3 separate regions of the Oryctolagus cuniculus genome follow, and regions 1 and 3 are each linked to region 2. Evidence: chromatin contacts called from public Hi-C and Micro-C data. All regions are on one chromosome and are shown on one strand. The core of a region is the stretch at or near the end of the contact, and the rest is flanking DNA. Distances in the headings are between cores, read along the strand shown. Region 1 holds the start of LOC100340343 (ankyrin repeat domain-containing protein 40). Region 2 holds the start of SPATA20 (spermatogenesis associated 20). Region 3 holds the start of WFIKKN2 (WAP, follistatin/kazal, immunoglobulin, kunitz and netrin domain containing 2).

Region 1 (4,179 bases), core at 920-3,419, 140 kb before region 2:
TGTCCCAAATCTCAGCAAATGGCACCACTATCGAATCAGTCAGAGGCCTGGACATTATCTTTGCTGACCACCACTGCCCTCTGTTCTATCAGGAGCTCTCCCCGGTTTAACTACATTGTAACATATCTATGTTTACTGAGTGTTTCTAAACGGCCAGACATTACACATATTCCTTCATTCAATCCACAGAACACGCCTGCAAAGCAAGTGCTCTTATTGTCATCCCTATTTTTGCAGAATTTGAGGCTCTGGAGGTTTTGGTAACTCACCCACAATGAGTTGAGTGGCAAAGCTGGTTGACAAACCGAGGCATTTTGGCTTTTATCCTCCTGTTCACAACCCCTGTGCCTCATGTCATCCTGCTTCGATCACAAGGCCTGTGACAGTCTTATTGTTTGTCTGGTCACCAAGCAGACTGTGTTCTCTCAAGTCAGGAATTCTGATTTGTTTACAGTTGCATTCTCAGTAAAAAGAACAGTGCTTAGCAAACAGTAAGTGCTTAATATACACACCAAGAGCTAGGTAATTCCCTAGAGACAAGGCCAAGTTCAGACACAGTAGTTAACACCTTATCTGTGGGGGTCAAAGATCCCCAGGTACTAAGCAGTGAGCCCTGTATTTATATACTATGTTTTTTCCCTATACATACATTAATTTATAGTAACATTTTAACAATAACCAATGATAAAATAGAACAATTACAACAATGTATTGTAATAAAAGTTACTTAAAATTTATACATTGCTTTTTCCTGGAATTTTCCACTTAATTTTTTTTTAAAGATTTATTTATTTGAAAGGCAGAGTTACAAAGAGAGAGAAGAGAGACAGAGGTTTTCAGTCTGCTGGCTCACTCCCCAAATGGCTACAATGGTTAGGATTGGGCCAGGCCCAAGCCAGGAGCTTCTTCAAGGTCTCCCACATGGGTGCAGGGGCCCAAGGACTTGGAAGACTTCTCTTTGTCTCTCTGCCTCTCCTTTTCTCTCTGTGTAACTCTGACTTTCAAATGAATAAATAAATTTTTAGAAAAAAAATTTCAATTGGGGAAAAAAATAAAAAGGTAACCTCCAGCAGAGTTCCAGTTTGCCAGGGGGGTCGGTGGGTGTGTGGTCTGTTTGGGTTCTGCACCACCCTACCACCCGCTGTGTCTTGTGTTCTCTGTGATTTGCTGTATCATAATAAACAGACGTTGGCTTTTCCTAAATAGTAGCCAGCAAAATGCTTGCTGAGCAGCCCCTGGCAGCCCCAAGAGATGGAAATGAAAACTGCATGCCTAAATTCGTCCCTTCCTATTTCATCTCCTCTCTTTGTCCCCAGGGCTGTTTCCTTAATCCTTCTGACCCCATCTGCAGAGCTGCAGCCGGTGCCACATGGAGGATTTCTCCCAGGCACCTGGGCTCAGCAGAATAGCATTTTCTTTTTCTCCCACTGGGTAGGAAGGAGGCTCTGGGCCTCATCAGAGAGATTAGACCAGGAATCGGGCCAGGTGCTGTTTATACATGCAGGAGCCGCCTTTCCCCAATGCCTGGGACCAGGACCCAGAGAACGCCAAAGCTTCTCTGGCGCTCTACTTTCCTCCTTACATGGCCTTCCGCAGAATAATTCATTATGATTTATGAGCAGTAACAAATTACAGTTTACAAACTGTAAGCACCATATAAATATTTCTCCTGCAAAGCAACTTAAGTCCCTGTTTAAAAAGGAGGTCTGGAGTAACAACAGCTGAAATACATATTCTAAACTGAATGGCCCCAAACACTGTCAAAAAGAAGAAAGCACTGCATAATCTACCTCTGCGGTAGCGGGCATATTATAGCACGATCGTTTTCAGTCCACTTCCCCACCCTGCTGGGCAACAATTGGCTCAGATAAGGAAAAAAGAGCCAACCACACTGGAAAATAAAACAGCAAAAATCAGCCCACTAATTATTTTTCTTGCCTGGTAAACAGCCTGTGCCAGAGGATAAGGCCTTTCTGGCTCTCAATATGCTTTTTTTCTCTTTTCATATGTCTATCCTCCTCCCTTGAAGCGGTGGGTGGGGAGGTCTAAAAATAGTCAATGAATCACAACAGATAACATTGTGCAGTAAGTTACATAAACAGGCAGCCCGGCCGCCCGGGCCGTGGGTCGGAACGGAAAGTATCTGGGTCAGCGTTGTCACACTGAAAAGGGTCCCCCGGAGCCGGCCTTCGGGAGGCGCGGCCGGGGAGGAGGCCGGGGCCTGCGGGCCGGGAGCAGCGGGGAGCCGCGGGGAGCGAGCAGAGAGCCCCGGGCCGGGCGCGGGTGGCGGCACGAGCAAGGCTGGGCGAGCTCCGCGCTCCCTCCCCATGGCCGGGAGCGGACGGCGGCGGCGGCGGCGCTGACAGGCCCGGGGCGGGGAGGGCGGGCCCGGGCGGGGGCCTAGGGGCCGCGGGGAAGATGAGCGCCCTCCTAGAGCAGAAAGAGCAGCAGGAGAGGCTGCGGGAGGCCGCGGCCTTGGGGGACATTCGGGAGGTGCAGAAACTGGTGGAGAGCGGGGTGGATGTGAACTCCCAAAATGAGGTCAACGGCTGGTAAGTGGGGAGCGGGGGAGGCCTAGGTCAGGGCAGCCAGCCTGGGGGTGGAGCAGTCGGCCAGGGCTCCGGGCTAAGGTGAGGCCTGGCGCCTCGGGCCTCCAAGGTTGTACCTTCCTGAGGCCGGCTTTAGCCAACCCTCCTCCCCCGCCCCGCGCAATCAAATCCTAGCCCACGTGGTCCACCCTGGGCAGCGCCCACCCAGTCCCCTGTGGCCCCTGGCTAACTTGGCTGGAACATACTGGGATAGGTCATTTTAGCCAGTGTGTGCCCTGAGGCTCACTCCACTTCCAGTGTTTCTGAAGAAGGCAGTGCAGAGCTAAAAGCTTAGCAACTGAGCAAATATGCATCTTAAAACTAGCATGATTTCTGTCTTTTTTTTTTTTAAGATTTATTTTATTTATTTGAAAGAGTTAACAGAGAGAGGTAGAGACAGAGAGAGAGGTCTTCCATCCGCTGGTTCACTCCCCAGATGACTGCAAAGGCCGGAGCTGTGCCCATCCAAAACCAGGAGCCAGGAGCTTCTTCCGGGTCTCCCATGTGGGTGCAGGGGCCCAACCACTTGGGCCATCCTCTGCTTTCCCAGTCCATAGCGGAGAGCTGGATCGGAAGAGGAGCAGCTGGGTCTCGAACCGGCGCCCATATGGGATGCTGGTGCTTCAGGCCAGGGCTTTAACCCTCTGTGCCACAGCGCTGGCCCCAAGCACAATTTCTTTAGCCAAGACCAGAAAGGGGGGGGGAGACCCAAAACACCAACACTTGTGTCACTGTTGCGTCTGTTACTGTCTTACTGCGGCAGGGATTTGCTGCTACCCACAGCTGCCGCCTGGGGTGGGGACTGTCTGGCCCTGCTAAGGCAACCGCTGGCGGGACTCGAGATTCAGGCTAACTTTGTATGGCACCCAAATGATGATGTAGGTATCCGGATGGACCTGGGCAGAAAAAAGTTTCCGCACCCTTGCATGCTGAGGGGAGGCGCATTTGTTTATCCTGTAGAGTGTTTTACTTTGTTTTCTTAACTGCAGTTTCACCTACAGAATTTCATCCAGGGCTTTAGGTATCTGCCTGCAGATTGCATCCTTCCCAGTTAAATAAGGAGTCTTGCTGTGAGCTGTTGCTGGTGGTCGAGTCTAGTGTTAAGTTACTGAATGTAGTATGCTGCCCTCTTTACACTTAAAACTCTCTAGCCTTTTTTTTTTTTTTAACATTTACTTGTATTTTGAAAGGCAGAGTTAGAGAGACAGAGAAACCAATTTTCCACCCATTGGTTCACTCCCCAAAAGGGCTAGGTCAAGCTGAAAGCAGGAGCCTAGAACCCCTTCCAGCTCTCCCACCTGGTTGCGGGAGCCCAAGTGGCATTGGGCCAAAGTCTGCTGCCTTCCCAGGAGTATTAGCAGGCAGCTAGATTGGGAATGGAGCAGTCGGAGCCCCATTGGGGGCCCATTTGGGATGCTGGTGTTGCAGGCAACAGCTTAACCTAGTATGCCCTAACACCAGCCCCGAAATTCTCAAATCTTTTTTATTCTGATGGGATGATGTTTAATCAGCCTGTTTGTTAGCTTAGAATTAAAGTGCATATGCAGACTTTTTTTTTTAAATCCATGGTGTACATATATATATATATATA
Region 2 (4,616 bases), core at 929-3,428:
CTGGAAGCAGCGGCTGTTCATGGTGGCGGCCGAGGGCGGCAGCTGGCGGTCACCTGTGCTGATCTCGGACCGGGCCAACAGGGCCGTGGTGACCCGCTGGCTGTTCTCTAGCAGGCTGTTCTGGTTCTGTTTCCACTATAGGCGGGGGGGGGGGGGGGGGGGAGGGGCCACATTGGGAGGTTGCCCCAGGCTGAGGCACCGGCCCCCAACTCCTGCCCACGGACACTCACTTGATCCCGGATTCTTAGCAACACCGTGCGGAAGCCCACGCGGGTCAGGCCGTCCTCCGGGGGGAAGTAGGTGCCCCCCACAAAGGGCTGCAAGTTGGGAGTCAGCCACACGTTCATGGGCCAGCCCCCGCCACTGCTGGTGGCCTGGCAGGGAGAGAGGGCAGGCATGAGGGGCGCGGTGCCAGCACGCACCCCGGCTCGGAGGCAAGACGGCTCACCTGCACGAACGTCATGTACACCTTGTCCACATCCGGCCGCTCCTCCCGGTCCACCTTGACACTGACAAAGTCCTCACTGAGCAGGCGGCCGATCTCCTCATTCTGGAACGACTCCTCCTCCATCATGTGGCACCAGTGGCAGGTGGAGTACCCCACTGCAAGGGGAGGGGCCGCGGTTTTGGGGGCCATGATGGGGCCAGGGGCCTGACCTGCACTTTCGCAGCCACCCTTAGTCCCACCCATTGCCACAGCCGGGTGGGGGTGGCCCACTCCAGGGAAGGGGGAGGGGTGTTACCTGAGAGGAAGATGGGCTTGTTTTCCTTCCTGGCCTTGTCGAAGGCTTCCTGTCCCCAGGGGTACCTAGGCCCAGGGCAGGGTGGGGCATCACTGAGCAAGCAGCCTGGTGGCCCAGGAAGGTTGCAGGACCCCAGCTGCTGGGGGGGGGGGGCAGGGGGAGGCGCGCTCACCAGTCCACGGGGTTGTAGGCATGTTGGAGGAGGTACGGTGACTTCTCATTGATCAGGCGGTTGGGTACCCTCTGGGGCGCAGATGGGGTACTACTGGGCCGGCTTCCTTTCCCTCCAGCAGGCATGGGCACGGAACTACTGACCGATGCACTTCGGTCCTTGTCCCGGGAGGAGCTACCCCTGGCGTGGGCAGGTGGGTCACGCAGGCGAGGGCCCCCCGCACCTGCTCCCAGGTCCACCCCAGAGCCCACCGCCCTCCTCCCAGCCCTCGGCGGCCCTCGTGGGATGCCGGCTCCCGGCCCAGCCCACCTTTCTGAGCCACGGGGGAGACTGTGGCCTTTGTGCTCCCCCTTGTGTTTGGGGGGGGGTGAGGACAGGTGGCTCATTGGGGGCTCCCTGCCAGGTTCGTCTCCCCCAGACTTTCGGACCCGGCGGTGGGAAGGATGACTGTGAGGTCGGGGGAGTCACAATGGACAGAATGCTCCTCGGAGCTCCATTCTCTCCCTGGAAGCGGCCCCTCCCCAGGGCGAACCCACCTGCAGTGGCTGGGTGCGTGGCCACTGGCAGTGCCTGGACTGGCCAGGAAGACTGGGGTCTAGGGCTGGACCAGGGAAAGACAGACACAGGGGACACCCTCACTCAATGCCTTCCCATGGGCATTTCTGGGGGGGGAGGCAGATCAGCAGCCTGGGGGACACCAGACCGCCAGCTCAGGGAGCCCAGCCGGGGAGGGTGAATGCGCTCTGGGGTGGATCTGAACTACGACAAATCTGTAGCAATGAAGGAACGTGACAGGACAGAAGTGCTGTTGGGGAAGGTCCTTTGGCCAGCCCAGGAGGGGCTCATGGAAGGCTTCCTGGAGGTGGCTTTGGAGCAGTCCCGCGGGGAACCAGCCCTGCAGGCTGAGGAGGGCGGGGAGACGGGCTTCCCCGAGGGGGGGGCCGGGTCGCGGAAGCAGATGGAGGGGCGTGGGGGTTTGACCAGGCATGCAGGGGCGGTGGGGGCAGCCCCTGGGGATCAGAGCCCAAGGGACGGCCACGGGGCCCCACTGCAGGCACAGGGCCTGCCGCCGCGGCCCGCTCGCTCGCTCGCCCGCCCTTCCGTACCTACGGCTCGCAGCGAGGCTCGGCCCGGCGCGGGGCAGCAGTTGGCCGCGGCCCACCCAGGCCCGCGCGCCCAGCATGTCTGCTCGGGGCCGTGGGCCCGGCCGCGGAGGACTGGAACCGAGGGCGTGAAGCTGCGAGGGGTGGGCGGGGCGCCGGCAGAGCCTCGGGCGGGTCCTAGCCCAGACGCCGCGCCGCGTGGGCGGTCTCCGAGCGCCGCCGGGTGGCCGAGCGCAGAATCGCAGGCCGGAGAGCCTGGGCTTGGGAGGACCTCCGTCTGCTCAAAATTGGGTTGGACTCGGCTTTCTCGTCCCCTGATGCGAGAACACAGGGTTATGAGTTGCTAGGGCCGTGGAATGTCTGAGGCTCAGCTTAATTCTGCCAACGAATAGGAAGCGAGGCCCAGCAGGTGCACCCATCTCAAGATCCCCCGCTGGAAGCCTTCCCTGAGTAATAGCGATGAGCTGACTCTGTGTCCCACCACACACGGCATGCTCCCTGCATTTGCAGCATACTGCCCTTATTGTCCCCTGCCTGCCACTCTGCACTGGCTGTACATTAGTAGGCAGGGAGAGACAGCACTCCTGCTCTCATGTTGCTCACCATCTCACATGCTCACCACGCATGTGAAGATACAAACACCCACTGTGCCATGTGCCATGAGCAGGTATAACAAGGGATCTGATCCGGTGGAAAGCTTCCTTGAGGAATCACATTTGTGTAGTAGCCATGGAGGACACGAGGAGGGCAGTGGAGGGAACGTGGCTGAGTGGAGAAGTAGGCAGAAGGGACTGTATGTGCAAAGGCCCTATGGCACATCGGTGAGTCACGACCCAGGACCTGCAGGAAGCTGGTATGGCTGGACACAGAGCAGAGCAAAGACAGCCTGGTGGATGAGGCAGGAGGCAGGGGAGGAGGGCAGGAGCCAGGTCTGGGAGGGACTTGTGGGCTACAAGGAAGGCATCTCTGATGGCAGCAGAGGGACGCTGGTGAAAGGCTTAGGCGGGACAGGGAGCCAGCGGGAGCTGCGTTTTTGGAAAGATCCTGCCAGCTGCCCAGGGGAGAAGGGACCAGAAAGGGCCAGGGTGGGAGCAAGGGCAGTGTGGGAGCCGGAGCAGCCCCCAGGGGAGACAGTGGAGGTCTCCCAGGGTGGTGGTGGTGGACCAGAGGCTGGGAGAGGAGCAAGTGGCATCAGAACTAGCACTGAGCAAGACGAGAGCGAGCGTGGGGTCAAGGGTGACTCGCAAGGCAGGGGCATTCCCCAAACAGAGCCCGGCTGGGCTGGGGCCGGGGGTTCGTGCGGTCATTCTGGACCTATTGGCTGGAGGTGTCTAGGATGTCCACATGGACATGGGGATGTCCAGGCTTGAGCACACAGGACAGGCTGTCGGGAGAGAAGAATGGGGCCTCTACTGTAGGATGACCCTCCGGAGGAGGAGTGAACAGGGGGCGGGGCCCAGCCAGCCTGCGGGACACAGCCAGGGAATGCAGTGTCTACGCCATCAGACTCCTGAGAAGCCAGCCAGGACCAGCTGAAGAAGGCGAGCCTGGGGTGCAAGGGACACGGGCGTGGCGTGGGAGCACACACATGGCCACCTCCTGGGGAAGGGACTCTCAATAGATACTCAGCCCTGAGGACACCTCAGTGAGACGGGTGCACTGAGTCGCAAGGGAGCAAGGGGCTAGGGTACCCCCTGGATGCGAGGCCAGCTGGCTCCTGCAACAGGCAGGTCGTGGGCAGCAGGCCTGGTCCCAGAGTCCTTGAAGAGGACAGAGACGGAGAGGGGATGTGAGGGGAACACTGGGAAGCAAATGAAGACACACGGGGCCAGTCCCCGGAGGTGTGCAGGAGTGAAGGGACCCAGGATTCTGGGAGGGAGGCTTGGCCGACTGTGGCCTGCCCGGGGCAGCGGAGGATGCGCCCGGCTGGAGGGAACTGGGGTAAGAGCAGGGAGCACGCAGCCTGCTTCAGTTTGGGCGAGACCCGGCGTGACAATGAGACTTCAAGTGTGACTTGGACAAGGGCAACTGGGCGCTGGAGGGTGGCCACGTCATACTCCGGGCTGCCGGGCCAGGCGGAGTGGAGGTAAGATCTGGGCGAGGTTGAGCTTGAGCCACGCCCCCAAGCATCCCAAGAATGTGTTGGAGTGGCTGCCCCAGGCAGGGCGGAGGGCGGCCACTGTGGGGGAGCAAGGTCGCCCTGCTCTTCTCTGTGGGCAATGAAACGGATCCCCGGGGAACCCTGGGGCCCAGGTGGGACAGGCACAGAGTTGGGGGCAGGGGTCAAGCAGGAGAGGGCTGGCCCCAGAGGGAGGGACATCCCCCCTCCCATTCTCCCCCCCCCCACCTCCCACCCCGCCATGCGCACAGTGATCTCATCAGGAAGGAAGCCTTGGTCTCGTTGAACAAGGAAACAGAGGTACACACCAGGTCAGGGAGCCTTGTAACCACTTATTACTAAGTGATTATCCTTATTAGCAACTTTAAACCGGGGTGCAGAGTTTTGAGCCCTGTGGGTCTGACCGCTCTAGTCCTGTAGGCTGGGGTAGCCACGTGGGTGGGACTGGGACCCCTCCCCCAACATGAAATACCAGACCT
Region 3 (4,357 bases), core at 1,319-3,818, 220 kb before region 2:
CTCTCCGCTCAGAATGGCGACTTTGTTTTGCAGTCTTTGCTTGGCATAAGCAGCTGGGCCACTCCAGGGGAGGTCTGCGACAGGGATGGGCGGCTCTTGGAGCTGGGGTCCCTGGGGGGGGGGGGTACTGAGGGCCCGAGGGAAGGTGGGGCAGCAGAACCGGCTCCTCCACTCCTGGAGGGGCTCCGGCCCAGGAAGCTCCTTCTAGACTCTGGGGGGCCTGGAGTCCGAGTCTGGGGTGGCAGGAGGAAATTTGAGGGATCCTCAGGATACTGTTCAGCTTCAGGGGGGCCAGAAGGCACCCTTGGGCTACCTGAGTCCCCACCCCACAGGTGCCTCCTTCCCAAAGACGCAAGCTCAGCCAGGGTTGTGCTGTCCCCAAGCCCCGCCCGATTTGTCGGGCCAGTCTGTGCCAGAAGAAGAGATCTCCCTGTAAATGTAGCCCCCTAGCCGATGGGCACAGCCCCCACCCAAATCTCCTTGGCTTCCTCTCCCTGGGCATCACCCGTACCCACTGGCAGCATCTGTCCTGAGGACTCTGACCATTGCCCCCAGGCCCTGTGGGGCAGAGGCCACTCGACCCAGGGCAGCCCTGGGCTCTCACGTGGGTGACCGGGCATCTACAGGAGCTCCAGGTTCTCTCACGTTCCCTGGTGACGCCCAGTCCGGACTTGGAGCCCTGAGAAACTCCACGCTGTTCTCAGAGCTGGCCAGGCCGGGCAGGAAAGTGGCTGTGCCTGCAGCAGGTGTAGGCACCACGGGCCCTCTGCCCCTGGGGAGTGGGCATCGATGGCCCCTGAGCGTGGCCTGGGAGCCAGGAGCCCTGCTAGCTGCCGAGTCCTCGGACGAGGATCAGAGGCAGGACCAAGGAATCTGGTAGGGCTGAAACTCATGTGCTTCCCCCCGGGGACACGGGAGTGCGTTCAGGGCGGGGCTGGCCCTGCCTTCAGGCAGCCTGGATGCGCTCTGCGTAGGGAGAATGGAGGCAGGCCTTGTCAGACAGACACAGGTTGCCAGCCTACCCTGGCCTCGCTCTGCACAGCCACTCTCCCCTGCCTGCCTGCTGCCCACCGTGCTGATGTGCCTGGCAATCCACACACGACGTGCCTGGTACAACGTGAGCTCACTGCAGCCCCCAGCCAACAGGACGGGGGGATCCGTGGGGTCCTGGTCCCCAGGGAACTCACACATCACATCCACCTCTTCTTCCAGGCCTCGGGGTTAACCGACAGGCATCAGGCCCTGTTTATCTCCAAGTGGACGGGGCCTGTGTCCCTTCACAGTCCTGGACCCTGCGGGGTACTCCCGCGTGGTCCCCACCCGGCAGCTTCCCTACCCCCCACCGTCCCACGTACTCACGTGGCCCACCTGGGGTTCTGGAGTCCCACTCACCTGGTCGGTCTCACATTCCCGCTTGCAGGTGCTCTGTGCATCCACCCAGAGGTTGGGGTTCATGTCGTTGGGGCAGACGCCAGCATGGGAATAGCGGATGGGTGGCGGCGCCAGGCCTCGCGGGGGCACCCCAAGCAGCAGCAGCAGCAGCAGCCCCCAGCGGGTCCAGAGCCGGCGGCGGCACCCCAGGGCCCACATGGTACGGACTGCGATGGCCAGAGACCTCCCCTGTGACGACGCCAGGGGCTGGGGCCCACCGGGGCCTTCTTCTCCGGGGCTGGAGACACCTGCCCTCCCCACCCCAGCAGGTCTCCTTGCTCAGGCGGCGGCGGCGGTGGCGGCAGCGGCTGCTGCTGTGGCTGCCTCCACCAAGTCAGTGCAGCCTGCTGGGCTGTGCGGCTTCAGATAAAAGAAAGGTCTTTGGAAGGAAACTCCCCTCCTGGGTGTGCAGGGAGAGGAGCCGCAGCAGGGGCCTCCAGCTGGATTTATATCCTGGGCGCGCCACCCGAGTGGGAGCGAGCTAACCTGACGCCTGTCACAGGCAGGCTGCTGGCGCCTCTGTCCCGTGGCTGATCACAGACTTATTGCAGAAGGGGGGAAAAAAAAGCTGGAAGCAGTTTAGGCAGCGTATCTGGCACGGTGGGACACCTGCTTGTTTTTGACTCCAGGAGGCCTTTAACCCCTTCCAGAGCCAGAAATGGCATGTGCTTTGGGGGAGCTGGCTCCGGGACACGCAAGCTCACTGCAAAGAAGGATTTGTTTCCCTCTCCGGCCCCCCCTCGCCCCGCTCCTCGGGGCCGGGCCCCCTCCTCCCCTGTGGCCACCTCTACAGAACACACGATCGCTTGTTACAAGGAGGGACCTGCAGCCGCCGGGTTAGCGTCGCCCGGCTCGATAGTACATTTGAGAGCAAATGACGTGGAAAAATAACAAGTTCACGGCCATAGCAGGGCGGGCCTGAGCAGCGCCGTGCTGTGTAAGCCGACTCCCACCCCAGCACCAGGTCCCCCTAGTTGGGGAGGGGGGCGGTTTGCGCACCGACAGTTCCCTGTCTCTGGGCCCCTGGCAGTCTGCGACTTAAGTCCCAGCTTGGGGGAGTGTTCCCCAGATCATTCCAGGGACACCTACCCGCTGAGCTCCACTCCCCGGCGCCCGGGACGTATCACGTTCCTCGTCCTCCATGGACACTTGTCGGCTCCAGGAAAATCTACGCGGTGACAGCGGCTCGGGATCGCGCTGCCCAGCCAAGCTGCCCTCGCCCATGACCCACTGCGGCCGGTCCTCTGTGAGCTCTTTCTTCGCGCCAGGCACCGTCTAGGCACAAGTCTGGGGAGGGGGATTGGAATAGGAGAGGGCAGGCAGCTTGCTGGAGGTCACGCACGGTGAGCAGCCACGGTGACACCGGCTGCCGCGTGTCTGGGTCTCCCTGTGTGCCAGGGTCACCCTTGGCACCATTTCACTCCACTCGTGCAACAAGCCCCGATTCAGGTTTGAGGAGAGGACGCACAGAGAATCTAAGCATGGCCCGGACTGCACAGCTCCATGGGCCCCCCCGCTCAGCGCAGGAGGCAGGGACACCGTCCCTCTGGGTGTGGGCAGGGGCCTCTGGCACCACCCTTCCCCCACCCATCTGTCGGAAGTGCTGTCGAGGCCCAGCCCTGACTGTGGTTCCTACAGACTGGACGCCAGCGGCGGTGTTTGTGGAAGGGCTGGGAAGCCAGCCAGAGGCTGCCAGGGCTGGGGGCAGGAAATGGCTGGGATCGACAATGCCACACGCTGAGTGTTTGGGTGTCGGTCACTGGATCTTGGGGAAGCGGGAGGGGCCTCGCCAAGGCCAAACCGCCTGGGCTTCTAGGAGCGGTGACCGAGCTGCCCTGTCTGGGGGAAACGCACGCGTCACAGCTGGAGGGCGTCTCAGTTGAAGGGGAAACTGAGGCCCAGGCTCAGGCCTCTAGGTGCAGCAGGCCCCGTTTCCCCTCCCGGAAGCCAGCGCAGCGCCTAATTGGACTGTGAAGAGGCTGCGCGCCCCGTGCCTCCCCTGCAGACTTTTCCTCTTTCGCGCTGGGTGGTGCCTTGCTTGCCCTCCGGAGCTGCCTCCTTCCCGGTGTGGGTTCTTCTGTCTTCCCGGCTCACGTCAGATCGCTAATGAAGGGTGTCAGATCCTAATCCTCTAACTGATTGGAATAAACCTCCCTCCGAGGCCAGTCCCAGTAATGAAGCCAGACAGCGGGCGACGCCGGCTGCTTTGAATTCCCTGTAATTTCATAAACTCGTGTTCCAGCTGCTCCGAGCCAGGGCCTCAGCACAGCCCTCAGCCCGGCGCACCCTGTGCAGCCTGGTTTGATATCGCAGAGGGAAATGGACAGTGACACGTTTCTAAGCAGGGCGTGGAAGGATTGTCAGGGCCCCAGGACTCGAGGATGAGAGTCCAGGGAGAGGAGGTGCATTTCTGGGAGGCGGTGGAGACCGTGGGAGAGAGTGGGGGGAGCAGCAGGAGGGCGAGGGGGGGAGCAGAAAAGCAGGAACTCGCCCTCCTGGCCTCGCTGCCCGAGTTGATGGAGCAAGGGCGCACGGGCCCCACTCCTGGCCACTGTGCTCCGAGAACACAGAGCAGCGTGCAGAGCGCAGGGGCCCCGGGATGCTCTGGCTCTCCCTCTCAGCCCTTGCAAGTCTCCCACCGAAACACAGCTCGGAACAATAAATAACATCTGATCGGGGCTGGGAGCCCACCCAGCCGACCGTGCTACATCATCACTGCTGACCTCACGGCCGGGAGGGGAGACCCAGTCCTGGAGAGGCTTAGGCCCGGCCTGCCCAGGGTGGGGGTGGGGTGCCCAGGCCCGTCCCAGCCGTGGCATGGCTGTGGGCAGGGGCAGACCTTCCCCTCCCCTCCTCCGACCCCAGCCTGCGCTCCGTGCAAGCTGGCGCCGGCTTCCAGCCCCTCCACAGAGCCTGGCCGCCCTTG

Evidence for each region. A called contact is a pair of places that touch in the nucleus more often than the background predicts.
Region 1: a Hi-C map of skin fibroblasts shows a contact between it and region 2, with 4 times the contacts expected there. The contact joins the promoter of LOC100340343 here to the promoter of SPATA20 in region 2. A contact is called at or near these places in 4 of 6 Hi-C or Micro-C datasets (ear pinna, embryonic fibroblasts, psoas muscle and 1 more).
Region 3: a contact with region 2 is called in a Micro-C map of ear pinna, with 4 times the contacts expected there. The contact joins the promoter of WFIKKN2 here to the promoter of SPATA20 in region 2. A contact is called at or near these places in 3 of 6 Hi-C or Micro-C datasets (ear pinna, psoas muscle and an unstated tissue).

The regions. Positions count from the first base shown.
Region 1 is chr17:26,581,639-26,585,817 of mOryCun1.1, reverse strand. LOC100340343 (ankyrin repeat domain-containing protein 40) reads left to right here and starts at 2,169. Exons shown (of 5, transcript XM_002719290.5): 1 at 2,169-2,552. The coding sequence starts at 2,419.
Region 2 is chr17:26,444,935-26,449,550 of mOryCun1.1, reverse strand. It overlaps SPATA20 (spermatogenesis associated 20), which reads right to left and starts at 2,178. Exons shown (of 16, transcript XM_051825546.2): 1 at 2,022-2,178; 2 at 916-1,095; 3 at 744-808; 4 at 449-603; 5 at 231-374; 6 at 1-135. The coding sequence starts at 2,098.
Region 3 is chr17:26,661,139-26,665,495 of mOryCun1.1, reverse strand. It overlaps WFIKKN2 (WAP, follistatin/kazal, immunoglobulin, kunitz and netrin domain containing 2), which reads right to left and starts at 2,568. Exons shown (of 2, transcript XM_051825510.2): 1 at 1,393-2,568. The coding sequence starts at 1,590.